2 separate regions of the Xenopus tropicalis genome follow, and region 2 is linked to region 1. The links are chromatin contacts, called in public Hi-C maps. All regions are on one chromosome and are shown on one strand. Each heading gives the region's core, a stretch centred on a gene start, on an enhancer-like site or on the middle of the called end of the contact. The rest is flanking DNA. Distances are from core to core; before and after follow the strand shown. Region 1 has its middle 120 kb from the start of sema6a. Region 2 holds the start of sema6a (semaphorin-6A).

The links. Hi-C and Micro-C count contacts between places; a contact is called where the count stands out from the background.
Region 2: a contact with region 1 is called in a Hi-C map of gastrula embryo, with 1.8 times the contacts expected there. The contact joins the promoter of sema6a here to the enhancer-like site in region 1. A contact is called at or near these places in 3 of 5 Hi-C or Micro-C datasets (gastrula embryo, neurula embryo and tailbud embryo).

What each region holds. Positions count from the first base shown.
Region 1 is chr1:171,212,843-171,217,350 of UCB_Xtro_10.0, reverse strand. No RefSeq gene overlaps it. Among named protein-coding and RNA genes, the nearest start is that of sema6a, 120 kb to the left of the region's middle. Within about 2 kb of position 1,355, at least 1 of the 11 cell types and tissues checked has an H3K27ac peak or open chromatin away from gene starts, as enhancers often do. A contact at or near this core is called in gastrula embryo, where this site is marked.
Region 2 is chr1:171,337,666-171,342,260 of UCB_Xtro_10.0, reverse strand. sema6a (semaphorin-6A) reads right to left here and starts at 2,414. Exons shown (of 18, transcript XM_018090712.2): 1 at 2,010-2,414.

The sequences.
Region 1 (4,508 bases), core at 106-2,605:
CTAAATTAATTGGGTCCACTGGGTCAGTCATTTTGGACTTATTAGTTTCCACATGGCCCATATTTCCATTTCCATAGACTGAGTATTTTTATTCTGTATATGGGCAATTCTGGATTCAAACAATTTGTTACTGTTTACTCTCTTTATTACTTCGCCTAGTGAGGGTGGAGTTGCTGATTTCCATTTGCTCATAAGTGCTAGCTAAGCAGCTGTTAATACTTGATTCATAGTGATGTAATTTCTGTCGGACTGGGCCGCCGGGGCCCACTAGGGCCAGGGTCCACCGGCCCCGACCCTGACTTTTACTATCCTTATATTTTACAATAAAGGTTAGATTATTACCTATATAATAAGTCAATACATATACATATGATATATTTCTAAAAAAAAAAAAAAAATTTAGAATAAACTAAGTGAACCATAAGGGAAAAAAGCGAATATTTCGTTTTTCTTGAATTGCATAAGCACTTGCCACAATTCATTTACAAAGGAATTTGTCAGCTAAGTGAACACAAATGTGGGGAGAAATTTGTTGCAGAACATTCAGTCTAAAGCTATCATAAAACTGACTTTTCCACTGTAATTTACGGAAGTAGCTGAAGTAGCTCCCTGTGGTGCAAAGCTCGCAAAAAAACTCAGCTGAAACTCTCACTTTTATGCTAACGCAACTGTATTCCTTTGAGAATCCTCTGCTTTGCAAGTTAATGGGCGAGTGGAAACGTATGTCAGGGAAGGGAGTGATTGCTTTATTTAAACTTTAGTCGCCATTTATATAAGTGACAAATTGAAATAATACAGGTATAAGGCCAGTTTAAACTGATTTCCATTCAAGACTTAAGAGCTCATTTATGGCTGCAGCTGTAGTTGTGGCCATGCAAACATACTGTAGATGCCACATTAACACCATTCAAACATTAACACCATTCATTAAATCCCTTGTAGGACCCTAGCAAGGCCAATAATGCAACCGTTTCTTTGAATGAGTTTGTATCATAGTTTTATTACATAGCTTTACGCTGGGCTATAACTGAAACAGGACTCACAAACAAGACTTTTTTTTTAAATTTGGAAATAGTATCCATTTATAAATTGTAATAATGTTATTCTCCAGCATTTGCAAATGAAATTGGCATTGCCATATCTGAAGGGAGGAAGGGATTTTTTATTTTTCTGTACAATGATAGTGCTTTTAACTGGTTTGTGTTCGCTTTCTCCTGGATGATCAGTAGTGAAATAGTGAGTAGTGGGTTGGATGCTATAAGGTCTCTTTTCAACCTATTTTACTATGTAAAGCTAATTCTTTGAAGTGGCCTTTGTGGTTTCTAAGTGAAACCAGTGATCTCAGAAAGCAAATTTCCTTTACTTCCTTACTGCACGGCAAATCCAAACACCTGGCATCCTATTGAATGCTATTGTACGGCACAGCAGGATATTACTCCGAGAAATAAAGAAACAAGCTTATCAATCCTATGTCATTAGTTCCATTCCATTCTAACAGCACATTCCTATCAAAACTTTAGGAAGAGGAAACAATGATACCGTATATACACATTTATACAAGGGTTTCTGTATACTTTCATTTTCAAGATTTACAACATATTTTTCTTTTTCTTTCAAGTAACAGGTATATATTGCAAATAAACAGTCCCAAACTGGATTTCATTTAACTCTTATTTCCTGAAACTTCTGTTGGTCTTATGAGAATTACATTTCCCAATCTTTCTGCCCACTTGTCTTGTAGCCTTTAATGCAGCCATATCCTGTAAGTCCTTGCTTCTTATCTGAAACCACAGTTATCATAGTAACACAGAAACATAACATCTGATGGCAAATATAGCTTAGGACGATGACATAGGGGCTGATTTACTAAGACACGATTTCGAATCCGAATTGGAAAAATTCCGATTGGAAACGAACATTTTGCGACTTTTTCGTATTTTTTGCGATTTTTTCGGCGTCTTTACGATTTTTGCGTAAAAACGCGAGTTTTTCGGCGTCATTACGAAAGTTGCGCAAAGTCGCGATTTTTTCGTAGCGTTAACACTTGCGCGCAAAGTTGCGCCTTTTTCGTAGCGTTAAAACTTAAAAGGCGCAAGTTTTAACGCTACGAAAAAATCGCGACTTTGCGCAACTTTCGTAATGACGCCGAAAAACTCGCGTTCATAATGACCATTTAAGATAGACTAGTCTGTATATATAAACATACAGTATATGTGATGAACAGAATCTTAAACAGAAAATGTGCTCTAATTAAAATTCTCTTCACCTTTTCTACAAATGTTGATTACAAAACACTGAATGCTATTCTTTCCAATTAGCTTTACTTTTCTTCTTATGAATGGGAGCTGCCCCACTGGTTATTTTTAAGACCATAGAAGCCATTTGTTCCATACAATCTAGTGAAATAGTGCCCTCTAATGGTAACATGATCTGGTTGCTTGGGAATGAAGCATTTCTTAGCCACAGGTAGTAAGGAACATATTGTTTCACCAGGCATGGCTTTGTGGCCATGCAGCAAAAAAAATTGGCATGAAAAAATAAGTGCAAAAAAATTCCCATACACTTCACTGCATTTTGTATAGAAAAGGTCACTGTGGAAAAAGTCACAGAAAAAAAGCCCATTGTCAAAGCAAAGTGGGACTATGTTCAGCACTAGCCATGGGAAGAAAAGCTTTGTTTTGTTTATAAAGTCAGAATTAGTAAGCGAGATACAGAAATAACATCAGAAAACGACTTAAAAAAAAGGGTTGGGATTTGCAGATTCCATAGATTATTCCATCTCTGAATATTTATAAAACTGCAAGTAACTAAAGGTATTGAGTCGATTACCCAAAATGCTTGGGACGTGGGTTTTTCTGCATAATCGGTCGTACATAACCTGGCCTATTGAATCCGAGTTGGCTGGCATGATTACAACTGTGCTAGAATAAAATAGATTATACCCAATGAGATTCTATCAGCCAGTCTTAATTTAATTTGATTAATATCTACCAGTCCCAGAGGCCATAGGTTTTGCCCCATACCCAGGTCATTAAGCTGCAAGTTCCTGTAACAGTAATATCTACCTATGTATGGTCAGTTCTACGCTCTGCTGACATACTGTACAATCTGCCCCAGGAAAAATGATAGGTCTCAGATATAAAGTACCCTATTATGAATAAAGAAGAACAACTAAGCTGGTAGTGGGGGGGGTCCATTGAAGTGTGAAATAGCTGTGTCTATCTGTCTGTCTATTCTATATTTAAGAATTTGTACAATATTTCTTGCTTACTTACCAAACCACAACATAGACATTAAGCTCCTGCCTTTACTTTCCTTCCTTCCTCTCATTTTTACTTTGATCATTTAAATTATTGATTTTGTGTGTGTGGGCCATAAAGATATTGTTTGTTGCACAAACATTTTTGGTCACTTCCCAGATTGCAGCTAGGGATACTGCTTTTTGCAATGTCAGGAAGTGATGAAAATAGTCTAACTAATGATTCCTTATGCAGCAACTTGATGGAAACATTATTTTTATCTCACAGTAATTATTTACAATGGGCCTTTTTTGGAAGGACTCTGTTTCTAAATATACTTCTTCCAGGAATACAGCACTACAACTGAAACTAGAAGGGCAGGGACAATGCCTTGTGAATTTCACTCAATGGAACATGTTAGGGTGGTCCTTGCATAAACCAAGAATGAATGGGCTGGGGTGGGGATTATTGTTTTTAACAATGTATGCCCAAAGAATGAAGGGAGTTAAGATCAAAAATAGCAAAAAAAAAAACATGGAGCCAATTATTATACTTACCAAGCTCTGTTTATTGGTAGTGTCAGTAGTTATTATTTTATGTATCAGAGACACTGGGATTTTTTTTCAAGATGAAGGGTTTGTTCAAGTTTATTTTGACAGAGGCCTAAACTAAGACATAATGGGACACAAGGTTTGTTGATCATGAGGCTTAGGTACCTTGAATAACTGAGCACATACCAACTCTGCACAGCAATTAAATCATTATTTAAATCCCTTGCATTAGTTTAATTAGCTCCATACGATAGTGGACCTTTAACCCTTTCAGTGGCAGGCTGAGTGTTGCTAGAGATAGATAAATGTGCAACCTATGGTGTAGGAACAGTTTAATGTTGGTGCTATAGGCTCTATGTTTGCTGGAACTTGATTAAACTATACTCCTGATTATTAGGGTGACATGATGAAAGGAGGGAAAACTTGCCTGTTTACCTTTTAATGGTGGGAACTCAAGCTTGTTTTGGGCAGAACCATGCAGTGCATGTAATGGGCCAGTGTCTGCAATGTATTCCTGTTCTCTGTAGTCAGGCACAGGAGTAGCAGAAGGAGAAATGGGAAATGGGCAATGATTTCTCACGTAAAAAATATTAGGCTAAAGATACACTTTAGAGCTATCTAGAAAAGGTCCAAGGTGTAACATCCTGCCTGGATTTGAACCTGGTTTATTCAACAATTTCCTTAGTTTTCCAGGCAGGAAAGATGGCTATAGGTGTTC
Region 2 (4,595 bases), core at 1,165-3,664, 120 kb before region 1:
AGAGGGAGGCACACACCCAAGCATACGAGAGGCACTGGCAGGGCTAGGGGGCAGTGAGTTACTGTAATATCTGCCATTCCCAAACAAGTGCACAGAGTACATAGTGCAGTACATATTTAATACATGAAACAGTAGACTGTACATAGCACAGGGCTGGAAGAGTTTCCATTTCTTGCTTTAATGCGTGGGACTGGGGATGGGAGTAATCCAATTTTGAGGTTCTCATAGTGAAAATAACAGCTTCCCCCTACAATACTGATACTGTAACACAGAGCATTATATACACACACACACACATCCACCAACGTAAGCCCAATGAGTTTGCCCCTCTACTAGTAAATTACATTACACATACATAATACATAATCTAAATCATATTGTTTATATACTGGGATGAATAGGTGCCCTGCCATGCATTTTAGAAATGTTGTTTAATCGTCCGTTTACCCAATAACTCAGCAAAGGCCAAATAAGGCACCCCCTCAGCTTAAACCTATGGTGGGATACATGGAATTGTAGCCATTTCCAATATACAGCCACATGCAAAAGGCTAAAACACACACATGATGTACAAGGTTACCCCATTCATCATACGTGTCAATAGAAAATTAAGGATGCATTGAACCTGGGAGTGAGTGTATAACTGTACATCCCACCCTGTTTCCAGGTTACACGGGGCGCAGGGAACAGTGGCCGGATCTCTGGGTGGGAGAGGGAGGAAATGGCTTTGTTATTTGCCAAGCGACCCTTACGCGACCCTCTCAGTCTCGCTAAGCCCGGAGCGCCGGAGAGAGAATACTGCTAGTGCTGCTGCTGCGCCGGCGGCGTTAACTGCTCGGCCGGGAAGAGATCACAAGCGGCTGTGCGGGGCCCATTACCCGCCTCCTCTCTCTCCCTCGCCCTGAGTTGTCCCCTATCCGCACAACGGGAGCGCTGACACTCCAATTTGCACGCTTGGTTCCGAGCCATTCCCTCCCAATACGAGTGGGAAGAGCCAGCCAGGCCACCCCTTGCCTTTGTGCTTGGCATCAGCCAGCGTGGGAACAACCCTTTGTCTGCCACAGAGTAGGAGATCGCTGCCTTGCACTCACACGGCCAACTCTGAGCACATTACATGAATGAAAGGCACCATGAAATCTAGTTGTGCACGGATTGTGCCATTCATATACCTAGTAGTGCACTGAGTATGCCGTCTGTATCCCTAATAATGCATTGAGTGTGCGATCCATATCCCTTGTAGTGCGCTAAGTATGCGATCCCTAGCAGTGCGCTGAGTATGCGATCCGTATCCCTAGTAGTGCATTGAGTATGCGATCCGTATTCCTAGTAGTGCATTGAGTATGCGATCCGATTTCCCAGTGGTGTATTGAGTATGCGATCCGTATCCCTAGTAGTGCATTGAGTATGCGATCCGAATTCCTAGTAGTGAATTGAGTATGACATCCGTATCCCTAGCTATGCACTTACTATTCGAGCCATATCCCTAGCCATGCACCCTGGTCCCTGGCAGGACCCGTGTAGCTAACAGGGCACATAATATGCTATCAGTATGCCTGGCAGTGCACACACTATGGGAATATGAGTATGCCTGGCAGTGCACACGCTATGGTATCATGAGTATGCCTGGCAGTGCACACACTATGGGAATATGAGTATGCCTGGCAGTGCACACACTATGGGAATGAGTATGCCTGGCAGTGCACACACTATGGGAATATAAGTATGCCTGGCAGTGCACACACTATGGGAATATGAGTATGCCTAGCAGTGCACACACTATGGGAATATGAGTATGCCTAGCAGTGCACACATTATGGGAATATGAGTATGCCTGGCAGTGCACACACTATGGGAATATGAGTATGCCTGGCAGTGCACACACTATGGGAATATGAGTATGCCTAGCAGTGCACACACTATGGGAATATGAGTATGCCTAGAAGTGCGATCCAGCCAAGCCCCCTTGAGACCCAGGCGCAGACCCCCCCATCTCTTACAGAGATCCGTACCTTGGGATCAGGCAGCGCAGTACTCCCGGCTAGCTCATGTAAAGTCCCATTAGTAATCCAATGAGAGGGATGCGAGCAGCTCTCCCAGGCAAGCCTTGTTCATCACTGCTCATGGAACTCAGCTTGTCCCGCACGGCTGCGCTACAACTCAAGGCGATCGCACAAAACTTGGGATAAACCCTTCTCTTTCCAAAGCAAAATCCCACAAGGAATCCACAGGGTTAAACAGAGAGAATGACCCCCTTCAGCAGAACCTGGAGTGAGGAACGATCATTTCAGAGCGGTGATGCTGCTGCGGCTGCTGCCCCTATGCCAAGTGATGCCCGGGTACGCTAGGCAGTTTCTCCCAAACTCCTATAGGATTCGCAGCAGGGAAACACAGCCCGATCCGCACACTGACTGCTGCTCATTGAACTGTATTTGGAGAATAGTTGGGATCAGCCTCGCTTCTCAGGCACCGCCCCCTCTCCGAACTCCTCAGCTACTGGCATTGGCCTGTGCGCCAGGGAAATCCCGGACCGGATTGACTCACTTGAGGGGAGCGCTGGTACCACAAGGAGGCTGCGCTTGGTACGTGTAGGGGTACATAATGTGTAAGCGGGGTGCTGCTCAGCTGGACCAGTTCCTTTCCCCATATATATTATATATATCCTATATATGTTAGGAGCATGATCTGGTACTGGGAGCATAATAGATACAGGTTCAGTGAGAATTGTGCCCACATGTGCCTCAGGTAATACGATGAAGCCAGGCTGAGTGATGCCACACCTGCCACTTTCTGAAATTCATTTTCATAATTCTGAGTAACCAGCCTGCCTCGTATTGTTCAGACAGCTACAGAAATAGGGTGTCAGCTTTTTGAAATCGCTCTGAAATGCGACTCCCTATGGCACCAAACAACAAACCTTTAGTATAATGTAAATCCCCCACAATAGATGGGAGTCAGTTTTGTGTCTGTTTACCCCCCCCCCCAGTCACTCAGCAAACGGACCAGACTAACCCAGTGCTTTCTGTAGTTGCTGTTCCCTTCCATAAGCCAAATCATGGCAATTATTCGCCAATACAGAAGACTTGCTAACATCAGGAAAAGTCTTTTCTAGGGGCTGTACAGTCCTTACAGATCATCTGGTAATTGGTGGCTACCAGCAAATGCAATTAGCAGGGCTGCACTGATTGCAAATTAATTGGATTTAAACTGTAGTCATTCTCATTTAGCAGTGCTTCCCCTGTACTGGGGAAAGGGTTACTACTAGGGAGTCCAGTCTGGTTCCCCCAGTTTCTCCTGTTGGTCTACAGTTCCCAGTTCCCAAAGAGTTATTCAGGGGAAAAATTAGAAGGGCTGAACTGATTGCAACTTGGGAGCATTACAACTGCACTGGAGCCCACCTGCATGTGTTTTGTACATGTGATGTTTCATCAGTCTGGTAACACTGGCTGGGGAAAGAGAACAGTCTCTGCCAGGCGCTGGGTGGGTCTGGCACAGAGAATGGGAGTCCCTGGAGTCACTGCTGAGCTGTGTATAGATGACTTGCTCACACAGTCTTGCTCAGCCAGCAGCAGGTGCCAGACTAGACCAGCTATAGGAAAACAACCAGCAAGCCTCATTTGTTCATACTGGCAAAGAGACCCCTCAGCCTTCCCCTCTCCAGCTGCTGATGAACTACACCTCCCTGCATCTCTAGTCGTGCACATCTAGACAGCTGCAGGCTTGGATTGCTTTAACTCCTTTGATACCAGAATGGCAAGCAGAAACTGACCCTGAAAGTGGTGGTACAGAGCCAACCAATTAGTGACATCATTTCCCAACGTGTTTTATTCATTTTACTTACTGTAATGTTACTGAGTGATTGGTTTGTGCCAAGGTAAATATACAATTTCTGCACTCCAGTTTCTGCACTCCAGTTAGCATAATTAATAGCAAGATTGCAGATGGAATAGCCATTTCCCCCCGCTGGCAATGCTGAGCCAACTAGAAAGGCAGTTAGGAGTCAGAAGACCAGCCAGCATGGTGGCTGCAGCTTGTTTTTATACAGTTCATCTCCTCTAATGCAATCTCTGGTTAACTGAGTCGAAATCAGTTGCCGAGAGATCTGGAAAGCTTATGTTTAATAATAAATTAAGTACCTGTCAGTATTGTCCCATTTTAGAAAACAAAGTGCTGGTTTTGGACGTGTTGGTATTTATTGAATTTGTTACGGTGCTTGGAGGCAGTCAGGCACATATGGTTGTCACTTTGATATTCTGTCTGGGATAAAGGTGCCTGCAGAGCTCAGTGCAGTTTTGCCAGCAAACCTGGGGGATCTTGGGGCTGACTTGCTAACATAGCTGCTAAACTGCTTCAGTGCAGTAACCTATAGCAACCTATCATATCTATGCTTTCATTTTATAATGCTAATTGGTTGCTATGGGTAACTGCACCAGTGCACCTGTTTTTGGGGGATGAGAATTTAACAATGTTTATGGACAACCAGTCTAGAACCATCACTGTCTTGTCTATAGGCTTCAATAAGAACTAAAGGTCAGTAAAGAAAAATTGCCCTTATGTCCTGAGTATCTGAATCAGTCCATACACACCATAGCCCTTTA